2 separate regions of the Sus scrofa genome follow, and region 1 is linked to region 2. A link is a contact called in public Hi-C data. All regions are on one chromosome and are shown on one strand. The core of a region is the stretch at or near the end of the contact, and the rest is flanking DNA. Distances in the headings are between cores, read along the strand shown.

Evidence for each region. Hi-C and Micro-C count contacts between places; a contact is called where the count stands out from the background.
Region 1: a Hi-C map of liver shows a contact between it and region 2, with 4 times the contacts expected there. The contact joins two enhancer-like sites. A contact is called at or near these places in 1 of 5 promoter capture datasets (fetal liver) and 12 of 47 Hi-C or Micro-C datasets (embryonic fibroblasts, fetal liver, fetal skeletal muscle and 8 more).

Annotation. Positions count from the first base shown.
Region 1 is chr4:118,161,002-118,165,511 of Sscrofa11.1, forward strand. The region is part of intron 1 of LOC110260374 (a long non-coding RNA gene); the gene reads right to left. Among named protein-coding and RNA genes, the nearest start is that of SLC35A3, 38 kb to the left of the region's middle. Within about 2 kb of position 1,705, at least 8 of the 83 cell types and tissues checked have an H3K27ac peak or open chromatin away from gene starts, as enhancers often do. A contact at or near this core is called in fetal liver and liver, where this site is marked.
Region 2 is chr4:117,699,608-117,704,662 of Sscrofa11.1, forward strand. CDC14A (dual specificity protein phosphatase CDC14A) reads right to left here. Exons shown (of 16, transcript XR_002343573.1): 9 at 1,366-1,596. Among named protein-coding and RNA genes, the nearest start is that of GPR88, 78 kb to the left of the region's middle. Within about 2 kb of position 2,359, at least 13 of the 83 cell types and tissues checked have an H3K27ac peak or open chromatin away from gene starts, as enhancers often do. A contact at or near this core is called in fetal liver and liver, where this site is marked.

The DNA.
Region 1 (4,510 bases), core at 455-2,954, 460 kb after region 2:
GGTTCCCGTAAGAATCACAGATGACTGCATTGTTTACCTTGACAGTTCCTTTTACATGAATTTTTTGACGTGAGTCGACTCAGACCATTCAACTTCCATTCTCTGTCTCATGATTGATTAGCTAAAATTAAAACTCTTTGTCCACCTGAAACCAGCTATCCACAGAGAAAAGCATGTCCTGTTCAGCTAACAAACTGAGACTTCAACTGTTGGCCAAACAATTCCAACTGTAAATCACTCCTTGTTGATTTTTTTTTTGGGGGGGGGGTCTTTTCTAGGGCTACTCCCGGGGCATATGGAGGTTCCCAGGCTAGGGGGTCTAATTGGAGCTGTAGCCGCCGGCCTACACCACAGCCACAGCAACTAAGGATCCAAGTCGCACATTCAGACCATAGCACCTCTCTATGAAATTCCAAGGCAAAACCACTTGTTGAGATATTCTGATCCGCTCTCCCTAAGATTTGAATAAAATCTGTATCCTCAAAAAAAATTTTTTTTTTTAAAGAGAAACTGGTCCATGTAAATGCTTTTCATGTTTTTTCTTCAAATGTTTACTTTTGAGAAAGAGTGTGGGGAAAATGTAATTATAATGTATACATGTAAGGATAACCTGACCCCCTTGCTGTACAGTGGGAAAAAAAAAATGTTTACTTTTGTATTTTACATGAGCCAGTTTTATGATCAAAAAAAAAAAATCAGTATCCCTTTTTGTCCAATTTTTTCTTCTTTTTTTTCTTTTTATGGCCACAGGTGCAGCATATGGAAGTCCCAAGCTAGAGGTTGAATGGGAGCTACAGCTTCTAGCCTACTCCACAGCCTCAGTCACGTGGGTTCCAAGCTGAGTCGGTGACCTACACCACGGCTCACAGCAACACCACATCCTTAACCCACTGAGAAAGGCCAGGGATCAAACCTGCGTCCTCATGGATACTATTCAGGTTCTTACCAATAAGCCACAACAGGACTCCTAGTAATTGTGTTTTGTAGTGTGTCATCTTGGAAATGGCTTCTAAGATCTTTCAGTAACTTAAACTCTTAGATGAATGTTAATCTGAGTTAATTAATGGATATTCATAGATACACAGATCATTTCTAAGTAGGATAGGATACTGAAACATTAATTGCAGAACATAATTTGCAGTTTATATAATATTTATGTATTTTTTGCCTCTTTTCTCTTTTTTTTTTTTTTTTTACGACTGCACCTATGGCATATGGAAAGTGCCAGGCTAGGGGTCAAATCGGAGCTGCAGCTGCCCACCTATACCACAGCCACAGCAACTCGGATCTGAGCCTCATCTGCTCCCTACACCATTGCTCACAGCAACTCTGGATCCTTAACCCACTGAGGGAGGCCAGGGATTGAACCCACATCCTCATGGATACTAGTCAGGTTCTTAACCCACTGAGCCACAATGGGAACTCCCAGAGGCTAAATATTTGGATCTGTTAATGAATATATTCATTTATGCAGCTTTGGGATGTGAATAGCTATAAAAAGTTATGAAATGTGTGTTTATAACCTCTACTGATCTGCTAAAAATGCTAGTGTATTCAGTCACAATTACCTAACCTCCTAGTTTTCCCTGTGAAATAGAAGTGACCAGTTAAAAGATATAATCAATATATGCAAACAAGCCTCTTCTCAGAGCAAAGGTGACAGAGAGGAACTTTGTAGGCAAAGTCTGCAGGGTAGGTTTTAGTTGCGCAAAAAGAGAGCAAATTTGTGCTGACGTAAACTGGATCTTCGTTCCAGAATGAGAAGGAGGAAAGTGTAGGAAAGAATTGCATGGATAAAGAAAAATCCCCCAAAGGAAATTTTAATTACAGTGGTCAAAGCGGGCTGAAGGTTAATGGATTTACTTACGAGATTGTCAAAAGTGTTTTAGTAACAAATACACCGACGTACGATGAGACTTTAGTTTTCTCACTGTTCGGGATTACTTGCCTGCCTTCCTTAGTAAGAGGTTGTAAGAATTTTTCTTTCCTTCTGAGAAATCTGCCTATAAAACAAGGATTCTGTATCTTATCAGAACTATTTCCTGTGTTTTATATTGATTTTATATCCTTGATTGTTTGAGTACAAAGTCTTCCTACTTTTGAAAGAGCTAAGGTTCTCTGCAATCATGCTATCTCCTATGTATACTTTTAAAATATTTTATTGTCATTTTGGTTGAAGAGGTGGCCAAGTATTTTTCACAGTAACCCATGATCTTATATAAGCAAGTGTTCAAACCTCCTCACAAATTTTGATATTTTGCCTTCCAAATTCCAAATCTCAAACGATATATTTTGCATTTAAGATTGATTTCCCAGAAGGCCCTTGTAAAATCACAAAGAACTTGTTCTTTTATCCTATAAAAAAGAGAGGTTCTAGAAATAACTAGTTTTTTTGTTTTGTTTTTGCTTTTAGGGTCGCACCCATGGCATTTGGAGGGGGTCAAATCAGAGCTGTAGCTGCCAGCCTATACCACAGCTACAACAACAAGGGATCTGAGCCGTGTCTGCAACCTACACCAGCGCTCACGGCAACGCCGGATCCTTAACGCTTTGAGCGAGGCCAGGGATCGAACCTTCGTCCTCATGGATGCTAGTCAGATTCGTTTCTGCTGAGCCATGACAGGAATTTCTAGAAAGAATTAGGTTTATTTGGAGTTCCTGTTGTAGCTCAGCAGGTTATGAACCCGACCTCTGTCAGAGGGGATGTGGGTTTAATCCCTGGCCTTGCTCAGTGGGTTAAGGATCTGGCATTGCTGTGAGCTGCAGCATAGGTCACAGATGTGGCTCCTAGCCAGAGTTGCTGTGGTTGTAGCATAGGTCTTAGCTACAGCTCTGATTGTCTTCTAGCCTGGGAACTTTTATATGCTTCAGGGGCAGCCATTAAAAAAAAAAAATCTTTCTTTGAGATTATCTTTGATCAAAAGAAGAATGATCATAGAGAGAAATTTTGTTTCAAAGGAAAACTGTAGCATACCCTTCTGACTCTATTCCCAAATTAGCAATAGCTGGAGTTATTAGACTTTAGCCTTGTTCATTGTTTTTGTGCTATTTCCACACTTGGTACATTACAGGTAGTTGATGGATATGCAAAAACTATCTTCTCTGGTAGAGATTTAAATGATTTCCTCCCCTCCTTGGGGGAAGCCTAGTTTGTATCTACCTAGAACTTGACTGGATCCTGTTACTTTACACACATCGTTAACACTTATCAAATATATGTATTTTTTAATCTTTTTTTTTTTTTGTCTTTTTGTCTTTTTGCCATTTCTTGGGCCACTGTCGAGCATATGGAGGTTTCCAGGCTAGGGGTCTAATCAGAGCCATAGCCGCCAGCCTACGCCAGAGCCACAGCAATGCGGGATCCGAGCCGCGTCTGCAACCTACACCACACTCATGGCAATGCCGGATCGTTAACCCACTGAGCAAGGGCAGGGACCGAACCCGAAACCTCATGGTTCCTAGTCAGAGTCATTAACCACTGAGCCACACTGGAACTCCGGCACTTATCAAATGTTTGATTCTTCCAGATTCCTTTACTATTTGGTTACTACTCTCCAAACTATGTTTTCTAAATTCTGTCCCTTCTGTATTCAGAAACTATCTTCAGATCTCTCTATATGCCGCACTGGCCTTTTCCCCCAGGACTGAAAGAAGCCCTGTGAGCTAAAGCCCAGTGATTTCATATAAACCATGAAGAACTCAAGGACTCATTGCCATAGCAAACCATGCATGGGGTGGATTTTTTCCCTGGACAAGCCATTGTCAAGGTCAGTAAGGAAGCTTAGCCAAATACTGGGTTATGTGTGCATGCCTTACTGAGAAGTTATCAAGGCTGTGGGCAATATCACCAAGAGCATCAACATCTTAGCTTCTGGGAGCTCATGATCAGGGCTCCATCAACTTCAGCTCCACTGGACTGGTTCTTAGGTTCAGCCCTCAGGCTATTTACTTTAGTACACATTTCTTATTAATATTTCTTGTTTTCATTTCAGGCACTCCTTTTTAAGATATCTGATGTTCAGGACTTTGAAACAACTGACTTTTTTTTTTTTTTTTTTTTTTGTCTTTTGTCTTTTTTGGAGGGGGGCCACACCCAACACGAATGGAGGTTCCCAGGCTAGGGGTTGAATAGGAGCTACAGCTGCCAGCCTACACCACAACCACAGCAATGCCAGATCCGAGCCTCATCTGTGAACTACACCACAACTCACGGCAACGCCAGATCCTTAACCCACTGAGCGAGGCCAGGAATCAAACCTGCAACCTCATGGTTCCTAGTAAGATTCGTTTCAGCTGTGCCACAACGGGAACTCCAACTGACATTTTTTAATCACCTCTCCATAAATAGTTCAACTGGTTTTGCAGAAGCAATGCCAAAAAGAAATCTTAAGGGATTATTTCTTAAACTCTGCTTGGCCCCATTCAGGAGATCTATTCTCACTTCTGGGTTGTTCAGCAAGAAATGAGATTGCTTCATTTTGAACACAAGACTGACAGTGTTGAAGTTCAC
Region 2 (5,055 bases), core at 1,109-3,608:
TACAGCAGCGCTAGGCAGAGGAACAGTACAATCCCCCACACCTACCAGACTATTAGCATAAAAAGGGACAGAAACCGGTTCGCAGACGCAAAGCCGGAGAACAGCACCACCCAGTGGCGATATGAAAAGCTGCACGTGAGGAGCGAGAGGTTCCGTCCCGGCTCCATCCCCTCACTGAAATCTCAGTAAAATATCTTTCACCGTGCTGAAAAATCTCGAATGCGAGCCTCCTCAGAAGCTAACAACCAGGCTGAGAGCAAATCTTATTTCACATTTTCTGAGTAGCTGACACAAGATTTCCAGGTAAAACAGAATGTCTGTTTGGTGCCATATTTGAGACATGCTAGAGAAGTCCTCACTATCTAAAGTTCAAATTTAACGGAGCATCCACTATTTTTATTTGCTAAATCTGGCGCCCCTACACCTCCTATAATCTAAACCACCTCTATCCCAAAATACCCGCTCCTGGAGTTCCCGTTGTGGCGCAGTGGTTAACGAGTCCGACTAGGAACCATGAGGTTGCGGGTTGGATCCCTGACCTTGCTCAGTGGATTAAGGATCTGGCGTTGCCGTGAGCTGTGGTGTAGGTCGCAGACGTGGCTCGGATCCCGCGTTGCTGTGGCTCTGGCGTAGGCCGGTGGCTACAGCTCCGATTCGACCCCTAGCCTGGGAACCTCCATACGCCGCGGGAGCGGCCCAAGAAATGGCAAAAAGACACACACACACACACAAAACCCCACAAAATACCCACTCCCGGAGACCAGAGATGCATTCACATAGCTTAAGTCTTCCATTCAAGAGGCAGTAACACAACTGCGACAGGGAAGCTAGCGATGAGCGCAGTAGGCTGCGGTCCCCCAGCAATGAGCGGGAAAGACCCTGTCCCGCGATGCAAAAGACTAACAGGGGAGAGGAAACGCGGAAGGCGAAGTGGGGCTCCAGATAGACGGCGGGGTCATGAAGTAGGGGCATAGCGGCGGAGGGGGTGGGAAAAGGACCCACAATTTCAGAGCAGGGAGGGACGAGGGAACCAGCAACCCTTGCCTGGGGGCAAAGGTACAGACTTGGAGACGTTCCTGCCAGCCTACCGCCTGCTGCGGTGATTCCCTCCTCCTGGCGTCTGGGGTCGGCGAGCCCGAACTCGGGAAGGTAAGGCCGGAAAAACTGCCTTGTCCAGAAAGCCACTCCCCACCCACCGTCCACATCCAAGCAACCCGTTCTTTAGGAAGGGGTTACTTAAGGGGGCTTGCGTTCCAGTTTTCTGAAACCAAAAATGACTCTCCCCCCCCCAACCCCCTCAAGGCGCCAACTGGTTCTGCTTCCCTTTCAGAAACCCAGGACCCCAGGCCTTCTCCTCGCGCGCACCTTTGCAGTGAACCGCGATGGCCCCCTCGGTGTTCTCGCAGATGTTCAGGAACCTTCGCACGATGTTGTCGCTGGGTGTGCTGCCGTCGATGAAGAAGAGGTCGTAGTGCTCGAAGCCGGCGTCTGTGAAGCGCTTCGCCTCGTAGATCTTTTTGTTCAGCCTCACAACTGCAGTCACGTTATGCTTTTTGAAATAAGGAAAGTAGGCCTCGGGGGCGTGAAGCGGATAACCTAAAGGAGAGAGAGAAGCTGTGAGCCGGAGGGACGCATTTCATCTTAGGAACCCCAACACCCTTCGCAGGGAAGATCCTTCATCTCAACAGAGATCGGGAGCAAAGCGATTTCATGAGTGAGGTGGGCCCAGCAGTCTGAATAACGGAGAGAAACACCTAGGAAGGAAAGAAACCTTCTCCAACTGGAAAAAGCTCTGAATGCTGGGGAGCGCACTCCACCTTAACCGAAGCAGGCCTCTGGAGGCGCTCGGATGTGCACAGTAGGCTCGGAATAACTCTTTGTGCTTTTGGCTCCTCTTGACAAACACCTGTGAACTATGGTGAAAGCCTTTTTGCCAGACCTGCAGTTTTCATCCACAGCGCAACCCCTGCAACAGACTGCTTCCTGAGCACCTGCCATGCACAAGTCACAAGGGCAGATAATTCCCTTTAATTCTCAAAACAACCTATTAAGAAAAAAATTGTAAACCCCATGTAACAGATTACAAAACTACATGAGGTGAAGTTAGCATCTTTTTTTGTAGACCTTTTCTGTTTGGAGAACAGATGCTCAGCCTCCAACCCCCTTCTAAGGTGAGTGGGTTCAGCATCTGGTGAGTGTTCCTGGGAGCAGCAGTCGGCTGGGTTACAAACAGTTGGGCCGCCAACCAAGGTGACCAGTGGGCACTTTGCCTTGCTGGGCAGCCCCAGGGGTTAAGGGGACTAATTTCTCAGCGCACTGATTACACTGGAACTCATCCATGGTACTGGGCTCTAAGCCAGGTAGGCAGCAGCAGCCAGTAAAGTGAACCAGCAGTTTCTGTACTGTGTCCCTGGCTGAATTTTCCACGGCCTCGGATCTTGCCCTTGCTGGTCATTTCCCACCTTCTCTCAGGTCAAGCCAGCTCTCAGCTGCCTCGGCTGGGCTGCATGTATTACACTTCCCCAGCTACCTTTCCCACTGGCTTCCTGTCAGAGGGAAAAGTGAGAGGCCCTGAAGCACAAGCTGAGCAACTAGAGGCCGAGGGAGGGAGAAGGGGGGTCTCCTGTCCTCCTGCCAGCAAGGCTTTAGTGGCAGAAGGGAGGACACTCCCAGCACCAGCCTACAGCCCAGCATCAGGCTCTCCTGCCAAATGCAAGCCCAGCCCCCAGATGCAAGCACCAGCCTTCAGGCTCCCAGCACCCGCCCAGCTCCCTGGGTCTGGGAACCCCACGTTTTCTTTTCTGTCCCCTCAGCCTTAAAGGCAATAGCTATTTCTTCCTTAATATGCTGGATTTTTTGTGGGGTTTCGTTTTTGTTTTTGTTTTTTTCAGTTACCCTTTTACTTTTTAGCCTTCTCTCTGACAAATTCCTTATACTGCATTCCCTCTGTTCGAAATTAAGTAGCTTCCATTTCAGGCTGGATCCTACTGATACACGAGCTCTCTCAGATCCTGTTCATTTTCTAAACCTCATTCTCCAGCCTCCCCTTGAAGGCTGTGAGCTCCCCAATACAATTCCAGTATGCCTTTTGGGTTCCGTTGATGAGAATTGGTTCCGCTGCCTGCAACACAGAGCCCTAACTGGCCAAGGTCACACAATGACTGGAGGCAGAATGAGCAGACTGGCCTAACCGATCCACAGTACAGCTATGCTATTTTCACAAGCCATGCTGCTTTGGAGCAAACAGGTAATATGAAGCTCATTCACGATGTTCTGCACAGAAACAGTGACTTATACACATTTAGAGAAAACATGCCTTTCAACTTGGAAAAATTCAAATCTGTTTTCTTAGTTGGTTTATTTGCTCAAATCATTTTACAGCCTAAAGGGGAAAATAACTGAGGCTGGCATAAGGAAACAGGAGCTTCTCTATCATGGGAGAAATGGAAGGAGAGGACCCATAATACGTGGCACGGGACCTTCTCCTGGTGTGACAGGCTGACAAGTGCTTCTGACCCTGGGTTCCTAGCATACCTGGCACCTCTGTGGCGACTCCCATGAAATGTGCTCACAGTTCATTGGGTGTCTGTCCCCTCCCCTCCTCCACCAAGGCTGTAAGAACTTCTCTTCATATTTGAGTTTCCATCAGCAGTAAATGGCATTACAAATAATACACTCAAATCAACTATCAAGAGAAACCGTGTCTGTCTTTTGAGAAAAGAACCCTGAACAGTTATCCAAATATGGCAGTGGGGCATTGAAATAGTAACAATAACAATAATAATCACTCTAACATTTACCGAAGTGCTTACTTTGTGCCAGGTACTAAGCTTAGTGCTTCATGAATATTATCTCATTCAGCCTTACAATGGCTCAGTCCCTGTTGCCTGCGAAAGGGGACTGGCCCCTGCACACACTGCTGGGAAGAGAGAGAGGCAGCATTTGAACATTGGCAGTCAGATTCCAGGGCTTGTGCTGAGGCTGATTTCAGGTAAAGTCCAACTTGATTCAATTAGTTAGGTCTTCAAAAAATGAGACAGGACTGAACATTTGAGGCTGCACTTCCTAGAGCTGGTTGAGGAAGTTTCTTTAAATCCTCAAAAGGTCCTACTGTATAGCACAGGAAACTATATACAGTCTCCTGGGATAGAACATGGTGGAAAATAATCTTTTTTGAATGTATGTAGGTATATACACATACATATATTTGTATGACAATCACTTTGCTGTATAGCAGAAATTGACACAACATTGTAAATCAACTGTAAATTTAAAAAATCCTCAAAAGCATTTCAAATGAGTTATAACCAAAAAAAAATGACAATAACCTCCGAACAACTATTTGTGGGTGTTTTCGGTGTATCTGGATGCTTTTAAGGGGGGAATGGCTTTGGTAATGCGCACAGAGCTGACGGAGCATGTGTCCAACCCTGTGTCCAATCTGATCCTTACTCCATCTGGCCACTAGATGGTGCCCTGGCATCAGTAAAGCACAGGCAGAGCCCTGGCATTGACCAAAGAGATGCAATTTCAGAGCTAAGAGAGATTGTAAAATTCATCTCTTCCCAGCTTCTCTGTGAAAGTTAAGCAACTGAAGAACAGTAGAGTCAAATGATTATTCCACCCATTTTCCCTTAAAACTGAAAACTGCAAAATAAGCAGGTAAATGTGGACAGCAATAAAATATGTTTATTAGGTCCATAGTGATAAAACTGTAATCAGAACATCTGCTATCTAGTAAGTACCTATTAATGTGCCTGACACTGCAGAAGGCATTTCCTGTAACATCTCTACTCCTCACCAAATGCCTGCAATGTGCATCCTATTTCCCCATTTGACACAAAGAGGAAACTGATGATGAGAGAAGAACATTCAGGAACTCTCAGAAGTTCACACAGCCAGTTTAAGGTGGAGCCAGGAGTCAGTCAGCTCAGGCTCTTCACACCTGGCTGGCTTCTCTCTTTAAATGAGCAGGCTGACACTTCAAATTGTTGGGATTCCCTGTCTCAAGGGTTTTTTTCTCTGTGCTTGCTTGCTTTCCTTAAAAAAATAGAG